Linked DNA regions of Macaca mulatta: region 2 is linked to region 1. Evidence: chromatin contacts called from public Hi-C data. All regions are on one chromosome and are shown on one strand. The core of a region is the stretch at or near the end of the contact, and the rest is flanking DNA. Distances in the headings are between cores, read along the strand shown. Region 1 holds the start of MPC2 (mitochondrial pyruvate carrier 2). Region 2 holds the start of TIPRL (TOR signaling pathway regulator).

What was found. Hi-C and Micro-C count contacts between places; a contact is called where the count stands out from the background.
Region 2: a contact with region 1 is called in a Hi-C map of fetal cortical plate, with 3 times the contacts expected there. The contact joins the promoter of TIPRL here to the promoter of MPC2 in region 1. A contact is called at or near these places in 2 of 14 Hi-C or Micro-C datasets (fetal cortex germinal zone and fetal cortical plate).

What each region holds. Positions count from the first base shown.
Region 1 is chr1:25,466,019-25,470,736 of T2T-MMU8v2.0, forward strand. MPC2 (mitochondrial pyruvate carrier 2) reads right to left here and starts at 2,318. Exons shown (of 5, transcript XM_015125250.3): 1 at 2,054-2,318. The coding sequence starts at 2,162. DCAF6 (DDB1 and CUL4 associated factor 6) reads left to right here and starts at 2,558. Exons shown (of 21, transcript XM_077999227.1): 1 at 2,558-2,834.
Region 2 is chr1:25,707,067-25,711,784 of T2T-MMU8v2.0, forward strand. TIPRL (TOR signaling pathway regulator) reads left to right here and starts at 2,411. Exons shown (of 6, transcript XM_077999478.1): 1 at 2,411-2,630. The coding sequence starts at 2,527.

The DNA.
Region 1 (4,718 bases), core at 1,068-3,567:
CTCTTAAGACAATAATCAGTGTTTCCTTAGATTTTATTACACACTCATCAGTCAACACATTTTTCAAGTTCCTCCATTTCTATACTGGTGTGTCTCCAACTTGTCGATCATAAATAATTTTGCTGTAATAGATATCCTTACTCTGTACGTTGTTCAAATCTTAGAACTGACAGTTATTGAGAGTCTAAGTGCAAACGCTGTGCTGCATGTTTTGGAGACATTAGATCATCTGATTTTCACAACAATCTTGAAATGATTATATAATTACTCCCATTTTATAGATGAGATAACTAAGGCAGGAATTTAGGGTCAAGGTCACACAGCCAAGACTGAAACGTAGGTCTATCTCCCTTCAAAGCCTAGCTCCTTTTACTACACTGGAAAAGGGGGTTAAAATAACTGAACGAATCCAAGGATTTTCAGATGAAATGCACATCCTACAAGTGAAGGGTAATCCCTCTTCATTCTGAAAGCTGACTAGTATTTTAAGCAGTAATTACAGGTGGCTAAAAACTAAAGCCTTGGAGAGGATCAAGATAAGACTACTCTCCAATTTCGTATTATTTTAAGTAGTTTAAAATTACTCTTACTCTGCCATGCCCTTATCCTACAGCTAAAACACAAAGCTTATGAGGGTCAGAGTTGACTTCACGTTCAGTTGACTCTGTAAAGCCCATATTATTACCAAAAGCATAGCTCAACCCTCCTTCCTGAAAATCTTATGCCACAAAACACAGCATAATTCCAAAAAAACTAAATGTTAAAAGAACTAAACGGCAAATAAACAAAAACTTTTAAAATCAGTTACAAACTCTCCTTAATGATCAGTTTTATAATGGGTTCAATATTGCAGTAAATAATATTAAGGGTTACACTACAGTATAATCCGGATGTTCAATTCATTCCATGATCAAACTGGAAGTCAGATTTAGTAACCAGTTCAGACTACAGAGAGCCGGTTCATAATCAGATAATGGGGGAACTAGACAACTTTCCTAATGATACCAACTGCAGAATACAGATTTTAACTATGTAGGAGAAAAAAAGCCACTTTTCGGGTAGCACTTCAGTCTTTCAATTTACAACACATTTTCTAGTTTGCCAAGTCTTAGGCTTGAAAGAGACCTCAGAATATATCTGATGTTAGCCTCTAGCCAAATAAGTATTATTACAACTCACTTTAGAGAAGAGGTAACAGAATTCTAGATCTTAAGGCATTGGAATGTTTGTTTCTTATAGAGTTTTTTTTTTTTTTTTAACCACAAGAACACAAGTTTTCCAGTAGGCCAAGAGAGATGTAACATTTACTGAGCATTTACAAAGAGTCAAGCACATATGTTATCTGTCATTCTCGCAGACCGCATATTACACAACAGAGATCTAGGCTTTTGCTCAAGGTCACAACTATAATAAGTGGTAGAAGAGAATGAAATCCAGGTCTGTCCACACAAAAAACTCTGGGTAGAGCTTGTTCAACAATTTCATAAATAAGGACAGACTTAAAGAAACACACTGGACCTATGGGATGAGAAATGACACTGACAACCCTGGATGAAGTAAAGCATGCAGTTTGGGGGAGGGCTCAGTCTGCAGGCCTCTGCCAGCAGTAGCTGAAGAAAGTGTGACCTTTACTCCAAACCCTACAGTGCGACAAGCCACCCACCCAGCTCTGCCTAGCGTGGGTTAATATGCCACAATTCGAAAAGAGAAAGAGAATGAGTGTTTCATGGTGGCTGCAGACACTTTCGTGGCCGCAGAAGCTGAGAAGGCTCAAATTTGGAGGTCAGGTTTGGGTTGGAGTCGTGCGTAAGGGAGCGGATGTCACATAGGTGGGGAAGGGCGCTGACTTGAGATACGTTGGCTTAGGAAGAGATGTTGCAGGAGAGAGGGTGAAATGCAGAGGCTAGGAGAGTAAACGGCTTCACCTGAGGGGAAGGAAGGAGTTGGGGCTGTGGGATGCCTCTAGTGGCAGTTGTCAGAGGGCCTCTAAAAGGTCCATTTTAGAGGAAGGGGGAAGGAAGGTCTCGATAACGAGCCATTCAGGGTCCATTACCTGCTGGATGGTTGTACAACGGCCTCAATTTCTCGGGCAGCATCAGCTCCACTTTATCGAGGAGCCGGTGGTAGGTGGCCCGCAGGCCTCGGGCACCGGCGGCCGACATCGCCGCCGAGGGATCGTGAGCAGCCGGGTGGGAGCGTGGCTCTGTTCTCGTCCCTGGCTGACAACGAAGGGGAGCTAGTCACTTTTCCTTGCCACGACGCCTGGCGTCCGTCTCTCGCCTGGAGAGCCCTTCCCGCGGTTCTCGCTGCCCGGCTGTGAACCAAAAAGCTGCCGCCCGCACCCCGCGAAGGTTGAGGGGGCGGAGGCTGCCAACGGCCCGCCCCTGGTCCGCCTCCGCCCCGGCAGGAGAGAGGGAGGAGGAGCCTCGGCAACAGGTGCCAAAATAATCACCTCACCGAGTCCGCCCAGCGCCCTCCTGGCAGCGCGCTTGCGCAGACTGAGCTGCCCGCCATGATTGGCCCGCCCCGAGGCGCGGGCGGGGTGCAGCGGAACCTCCTCTTTCTCCCCGCTGCCCTCGAGGCCATGTTGGAGAAGGGAAAGTGAAGCTGCGCCGGCTCTACTGCCCCTTAACTTTGACTAAGCAGGCCCGTAGTTAAAATGGGCTTTTCGGGCCTTCAGTGCCTAAAGATGATGCTGCACTATTCTTTTGCTTCTTTTGACTGGAGACTCGTGAGCGAGAGACTACAGAATTGAGTCGCTTCTCTCTCTACTCCTCTTTTATCCCTAGCGACTTAAGAATCTGGTTAGAGTGGCCCGAATGCATTTTTCCACGGTGAGGGCAGCCGCGGCACACACCAGCCTCAGTCCCCGAGGTGGTCGTCATCTCGCGAGAAAGGGTTGGCGGGGAGGGTATCCAGGACGAGGAGAGGGAGGAGTCGCCATCGCCTCCGCCTCCGCCTCCTCCTGTTGGAGGGGGGCCGAGGGAGGAGACTGTTGCTGATCTTTGGATGTTCTGGTTAGTCTAAGAAGGAGAGTATGAGGCGAGCTCCGGCCCGGGTGCGGCCGGGCTTCGGGGGCCCAGGCGCCGCTGCTGCCACCGCCATCTAACGCTGCGCCCTGGAGGCCCGGCGCGCGGATGGTGCCGGTGCGGCTCGGGTGTTGATCCGGTGTCCCCTCCCCCTCTTCCCCTCCCCCACGCGGTGGTCTCCCCTCCCACCCGGCTCAGGCAGAGCCATGTCTCGGGGTGGCTCCTGCCCACACCTGTTGTGGGACGTGAGGAAAAGGTCCCTTGGGCTGGAGGACCCGTCCCGGCTGCGGAGCCGCTACCTGGGTGAGCGGGGGCCCCGGGGCGGAGGCGCTGAGGTCGCCGCCCAGAGTGGGGGAGGGGGCGCACTGCCGGGGTTGTTGGAGGTGGGACAGCGTCTCGGCGAGGGTGCCCCGAGACTCTGGGGTGTTGGGTGGGGCCTCGGTCGCCGAATCCCGTGGCGGTGCCTCCCCCAGTCAAGCCCCCTATGCTTGCTGCCAGCCGCCGCCCTTGCTGGGTTTTCCTCGGAGGGCCGGGCCGAGGGCAGAAGGTACTGGCTTGTAAGGGTGTTGGGGTCGCTAATAGGTTGGGACTCGGGGGACTTGCGGAACCTCCAGGAGCTGCCGCGTTTAGAGCAAAAGTTAGCTCTTTTGCTCTTTTCCAGCGCGCTCTCCCCGCTGAGCCGGAGAACCTAAGTTGTTGCCCACCCTCGTCTTCGATCTCAAGAGGGTTTAGGTGTCGGCTGCGACGCGTTGACCACCCTCAGGGACTTCACGCTCCAGACAGAATCCGTGTAAACTGTTCTTGCGGCGCTGAGCCAAAACCTAAAAGTGATAGCTGAGCTCTCCCCACCCCCGCGCGCTCTCCCAGTTCCACTCTGTTCTTCAGTTCGTTTTGACCGCTTAAAGGTGGTGTAAGGTTTCACGTTCCTTTTCCCACCCCTGGAAAACACACTTGGCATTTACAGTTTCTTAGTTAAGCTTTCTAAAAACAACCTTCAATACTTGAGGGAACAGTATTCCACTTTTTTCGTTTTGCATAACATTTTTTTTTTTTTTGAGGATTCTGGGTCACGCCCGAGTCAACTAAAAAGTTTGGTTTCGTAAAAATGGACGTACTTAGTAAAGGTCTTTTTTGTTTCTTCCTGTATACTCTTCATTACTCTTTCTATTTGGAGATATGGCAAACAACATCAAACAAAATTTTTCTTTACAGTTTTGCCATTTGCTAGGTAAAAAGTGTTTGTTGCTGTCATTTGTTTTTGATTTCAAGTAAAGAGAAGAAAATGAAATCTCATTACAGCCAACAGTTCTGGTTTGTAAATTATTTAAGAAAAGTTAGCATGCAATTTAATTCTTGCTTTTTAGTGTCTCAAGTAAAATACGAATACATTTTGTTTGTAGAAGCTCAATAAAAATGAAGCAAAAATCCCTTTGATCCCTCCCATTCAATTTCACTTCGCCACCCTTAGAAATAATATTTTCTGTTTTCTGAATATTCTTCCAGACCTTTTTGTTTGCATTCTTACAAGTACGTATGTATATGTACAAATGCTAGGGTGTGTGTGTGGTGTGTGTGTATATGTGTGTGTGTGTGAGAGAGACACCTGAATACATGGTGTCATATCGTAAACATTGTTTTAACTTCTCCAGGTTTTGGAGATCTTTCCATGGCAGTAAAAATAGATTATGT
Region 2 (4,718 bases), core at 1,161-3,660, 240 kb after region 1:
AAAATATAATAAATGTCTAAGGTGATGAATATCCCATTCACCCTGATGTGATTGTTACACATTGCTTGCCTGTATCAAAATATCTCATATACCCCATAAATATGTCTATTATGTACCATAAAAATTAAAAATAAAATTTTTTTTAATAAAAAGAAATTTTAGATAGAAAACAAGACCCAATCTTGGCCAAGGGAACCTCAGAAAAACCTTAAAAACTGAATTCCAGGCCAAGATGGGAAGAGAGGTCAGACACACCTCTATACCTTCTCCCTTTTAGAGTTGAGGCACAACTGACCACCATTAAGGTTAAACTAGAGATCATAAGACTGACAAAACACTCTGTGGCAATATGATACCATACTATAAACAAGACCTAGGCTGGGCGCGGTGGCTTACGCCTGTAATCCCAGCACTGTGGGAAGCTGAGGCAGGTAGATCACGAGGTCAGGAGCTCGAGACCAGCCTGGCCAATATGGTGAAACCCCATCTCTACTAAAAATACAAAAATTAGCTGGGCGAGATGACGCGTGCCTGTAGTCCCAGCTACTTGGGAGGCTGAATTGCTTGAACCAGGGAGACGGAGGTTGCAGTGAGCTGAGATCACGCCACTGCACTCCAGCCTGGGCGACAGAGTGAGACTCCATCTCAAAATAAATAAATAAGTACAAATAAACAAGACCTATGGCCATGCAAGGCAAGGATTAAGTCATGCCCTACAAACCATAAAATCTCATTAAATGTTTTTTTATGTGCAATGGTATAGTGTGCCTTACTTTCCAACCTGACTGGTGTAGCATCACATGACAGATAGCAGACTCCCTTTTCTTAAGCATTCCCTTCTATTGACTTCAAGTCTTTAGACAAAGCTTAACACTGTTTTTTGTTTGTTTGTTTGTTTTTGAGACAAGGTCTTACTCTGTCGCCCAGGCTGGAGTGCAGTGGCACCATCTCAGCTCACTGCAACTTCTGCCTCCCGGGTTCAAGTGATTCTCCTGCCTCAGCCTCCCTAGTAGCTGGGATTGCCAGCTGGCATCCACCACCGTGCTCAGCAAAGTTTTGTATTTTCAGTAGAGATGGGGTTTTACCATGTTGGCCAGGCTGGTCTTGAACTCCCGACCTCAGGTGATCCACCCGCCTTCGCCTCCCAAAGTGCTTCAGCCATTGCACCTGGCCTGTGTTTTTGTTTTTGTTTGTTTTTGAGACAGGGTCTTGCTCATCCAGGCATGAGTGCTGTGGCATGATCATGGCTCAATGCAGCCTCTGGGGCTCAAGATCCTCCCACCTCAGCCTCTCAAGTAGCCTGGGACTACAGGCAGATGCCATCATATACAGTTAATTAAAATGGTTTGTAGAAATGAGGCCTCACTATGTTGCCCACGCTGGTCTCAGATTTCTGGACTCAAGCAATCTTCCCACCTAGGCCTCCCAAGATGCTGGGATTATAGGCAGGAGCCACCTCACCTGACCAAAGCTTAAATCTTTCAACAAATTGCCGATCAGAAAATCTTTCAATCCACTTATGATCTGTAAGCCTCTCCTTCAAGACATCCCACTTCCTTAGCCTGAACCAATGTATATCTTCCATATATTGACTTACTTTACCAGCAATTCCCAACTCCCTAAAATGTATAAAACAAACAGTAACGCCACCGCTTCGGATGCTCTTTCTCAGGACCTCTTGGGACTATTCCGCGAGCCATGGTGACTCATATTGGTTGAGAATAAATCTCTTTAAAACCTTTTACAGAGTTTTTTTTTTCCATTAACAAAATCATCTCATTTTGAGGCAACTGAAGCCTAAAATCGTTAGATAAGCGGTTTGCCCAAGGATTCACACAATAGTGTTGCAAAAGCAGATTTAGCACTAAGTAGGCTGTGTTGTTTCCACTATACTGGGTGCCTACATAGCAAGTAGACCATGGAAAGTCTTGGCATATCTACGAGGATACAGTTTTTGATAGGAGTTGGTCATAGTCAAGAGTGGCGAGATGGACACTTCTAAATCTTGTTGGTGCTGTATTTCCTAAACTCTGTGGGATCACTTCCTTTTTGACCTCAAAACAAAAATTTCCTCTGTAACACGATTCACTAACACACGAGATAATTACACTGCTTTGAGGTCTGTAAGGATCAAGTGAGAGCCATCCTCCCCTTCCCTGGCAGTCCCTACAATCCTTCGAGATGACGTCACCCAACAAGTTTATGAGGGCGGTGCGATCCTAACCACACCTTCTGCAACCCAAGTGCCTCCCTTCAAACTTTCTCCTTTTTCCTTTTTTCCGGAGCGTCGTAACGCAAGACGTGGGTCACGCAACCACAGCAACTAGTCCCGGAAGCAAAAAGCAAAGGGGCGGAGAAGACGGGAAGCAGAGCCAGCGTCCGGGTCGGCCGGCAGGGGGCGGGGCCGGGCATGGTAACGGCTCGAAAGCCTAGGAGGCTGGGCCGGAGGAAGGCGGAGGAACCGGTGTTCGCCGCTGCCGCTGCTTCAGCCTATTTCTTGCGGCCTCTGCGGGTCCTGCCTCAGCCATGATGATCCACGGCTTCCAGAGCAGCCACCGGGATTTCTGCTTCGGGCCCTGGAAGCTGACGGCGTCCAAGACCCACATCATGAAGTCGGCAGATGTGGAGAAGTGAGGCTTCGGGGCACGGGGTCTGGGCGCTGGCCGGTTGCTGGCCTAGGGAGGGAGGCAGGGCGAACTCCGCGCAGCCCCTCCCCTTTCCCCTGAGGCGGAGGTTCTGTCCCTCCGGACCGGACTTTTGATTGACAACTTCGATAAATAATCCAGCCACACTTCCGGACCCTTTGGTTGGGGATCGCCAGGAGCTGCTTTCGTGAACTGTCACTCCGCCTGGGTTTGAGTAGAGTGTGGCTGTGCTGGTGGACGTTCCGCTCACCAAACGTCTCCTCCTGCCTCAGCCTGCACCACCTTTCTTTCTGGGTGGTTGTTGCCTGTTTTCTTAGGGGTTAATAACGGGGATGATTTATAAGTTTGGTTTTTGGCACGTCAGGTGCTGTGCCTGGCGCTTGAGATAGGAAATGTAAAAGACAACGTGCGCCTCAATTCACAGTCTCGTGAGACAGACAATTATATTACAGCGTGAATAAATGTAATGAAGATATATACACGGAGTGATTTGAGGTCTTTTAGGGACTCGAACCACCTAGGAAATTGGGATGCCTGAACTGAATCTTGATAAAATCGTTGCTGGGGACTGTGGATAGGTGCATGCCACCAGGTCAGGCAGAGTGAGTTGTAATGCGTTTTTGATGCCTGGGCTGAATCTTGACAAAATTTAGGGGAATCAGGGGACGCCTGTAAAGCCAGAGGCTCCGGGAGAGTGAAAGCTATGATGTGTTTAAAGATCTGTGTCCGTGTGATTGGAGCGTGAGGTACCATAGAGGGTGTTGTGAGAAATGAGAGGTAGGCCCCAGGGGAATCAAGATACTGGGGAATTTTTATGCCAGGCTAAGGAATTTTCAATTTTCTCTAACAACCACTGGGTGTAATTTTATCCGAAGGAGCTGCATTATCAGATGTAGGCTCTGAAAGATTTCTCTGGAGGCCATGTTGAGGCTGGATTGCTGGTCCGCAGGGATGGGAAGGAGACCAGTTAGTAAGAGAGAAGATAGGTTTTAGAAGATGAAGTCCCTGGGATGGCCAGTTGATGGGAGGAGAAATAAAGGAAGAGTCTATGCTAATGACAAGATCTCTGGCTTGGATTGTTGCATGTATAGTATTGCCTTTGAACAAGATGAGAAGCATTGGAGGAGGAGGAGCAGATGGGGGCTGGGTGTTGGATAGAGGATGAGTTTAGTTTACTGAAATGTGAGGTGGGTATAGGTCATAAAGTGGAGATGTTTAGTAGGCATTTAGATATATTTATCTTGGAGCTCAAAAAAGATGACGTTTAAGTTTGGGAATTATCTGCTTATATTTGGTACCTGGAGCTTTGGGAATGAATTAAAGTATCTAGAAGTCATCCAGAGGAAAAGGTCATAAAATAGAACCCTAAGTGAGCACTTGCATTTTAAGATTTGAGCAGAGGGAGTGACCAGGGAAGAGAGGAAAGTCATGAAACGATGCTTGCTTCCTAATTTAAGAAAATAAGTGTTGATATTCTAGTAGACTCACTGAAAAAAATTAGAAAAATACAAAAAATAAAGGAAAAAATTTCCCTTCATCCCACCACAAATTGAATTATTTTTTTGAGGTTTTCCTCTATATAACTGTCTTTTCTTTTTTTATATAACTTTTTTTTTTTCGATTTTTAATAGAGACGGGGATTTCTCCACGTTGGTCAGGCTGGTCTTGAACTCCAGATCTCAGGTGATCCACCTGCCTTGGCCTCCCAAAGTGCCGGGATTACAGGCGTGAGCCACTGTGCCTAGCCTTGTATAACTTTTATTTACTTTTTATTTTGTTTTTATTTTTGAGACAGTCTCACTCTGTGGCCCAGGCTAGAGTGCAGTAGTGCAGTCTCAGCTCACTGCAACCTCCGCCTTCCAGGTTAAAGTGGTTCTCCTGCCTTAACCTCCCTGGTAGCTGGGACTATAGGCGCATGCCAACACACCTGGCTAATTTTTGTATTTTTATTGATTTATTTATTTTTAATTTTCTTTTTCTTTCTTTTTTTTTTTGAGAGGAGTTTTGCTCTTGTTGCCCAGGCTGGAATGCAATGGTGCCATCTCGGCTCACTGCAGCCTCCGCCTCTTGGGT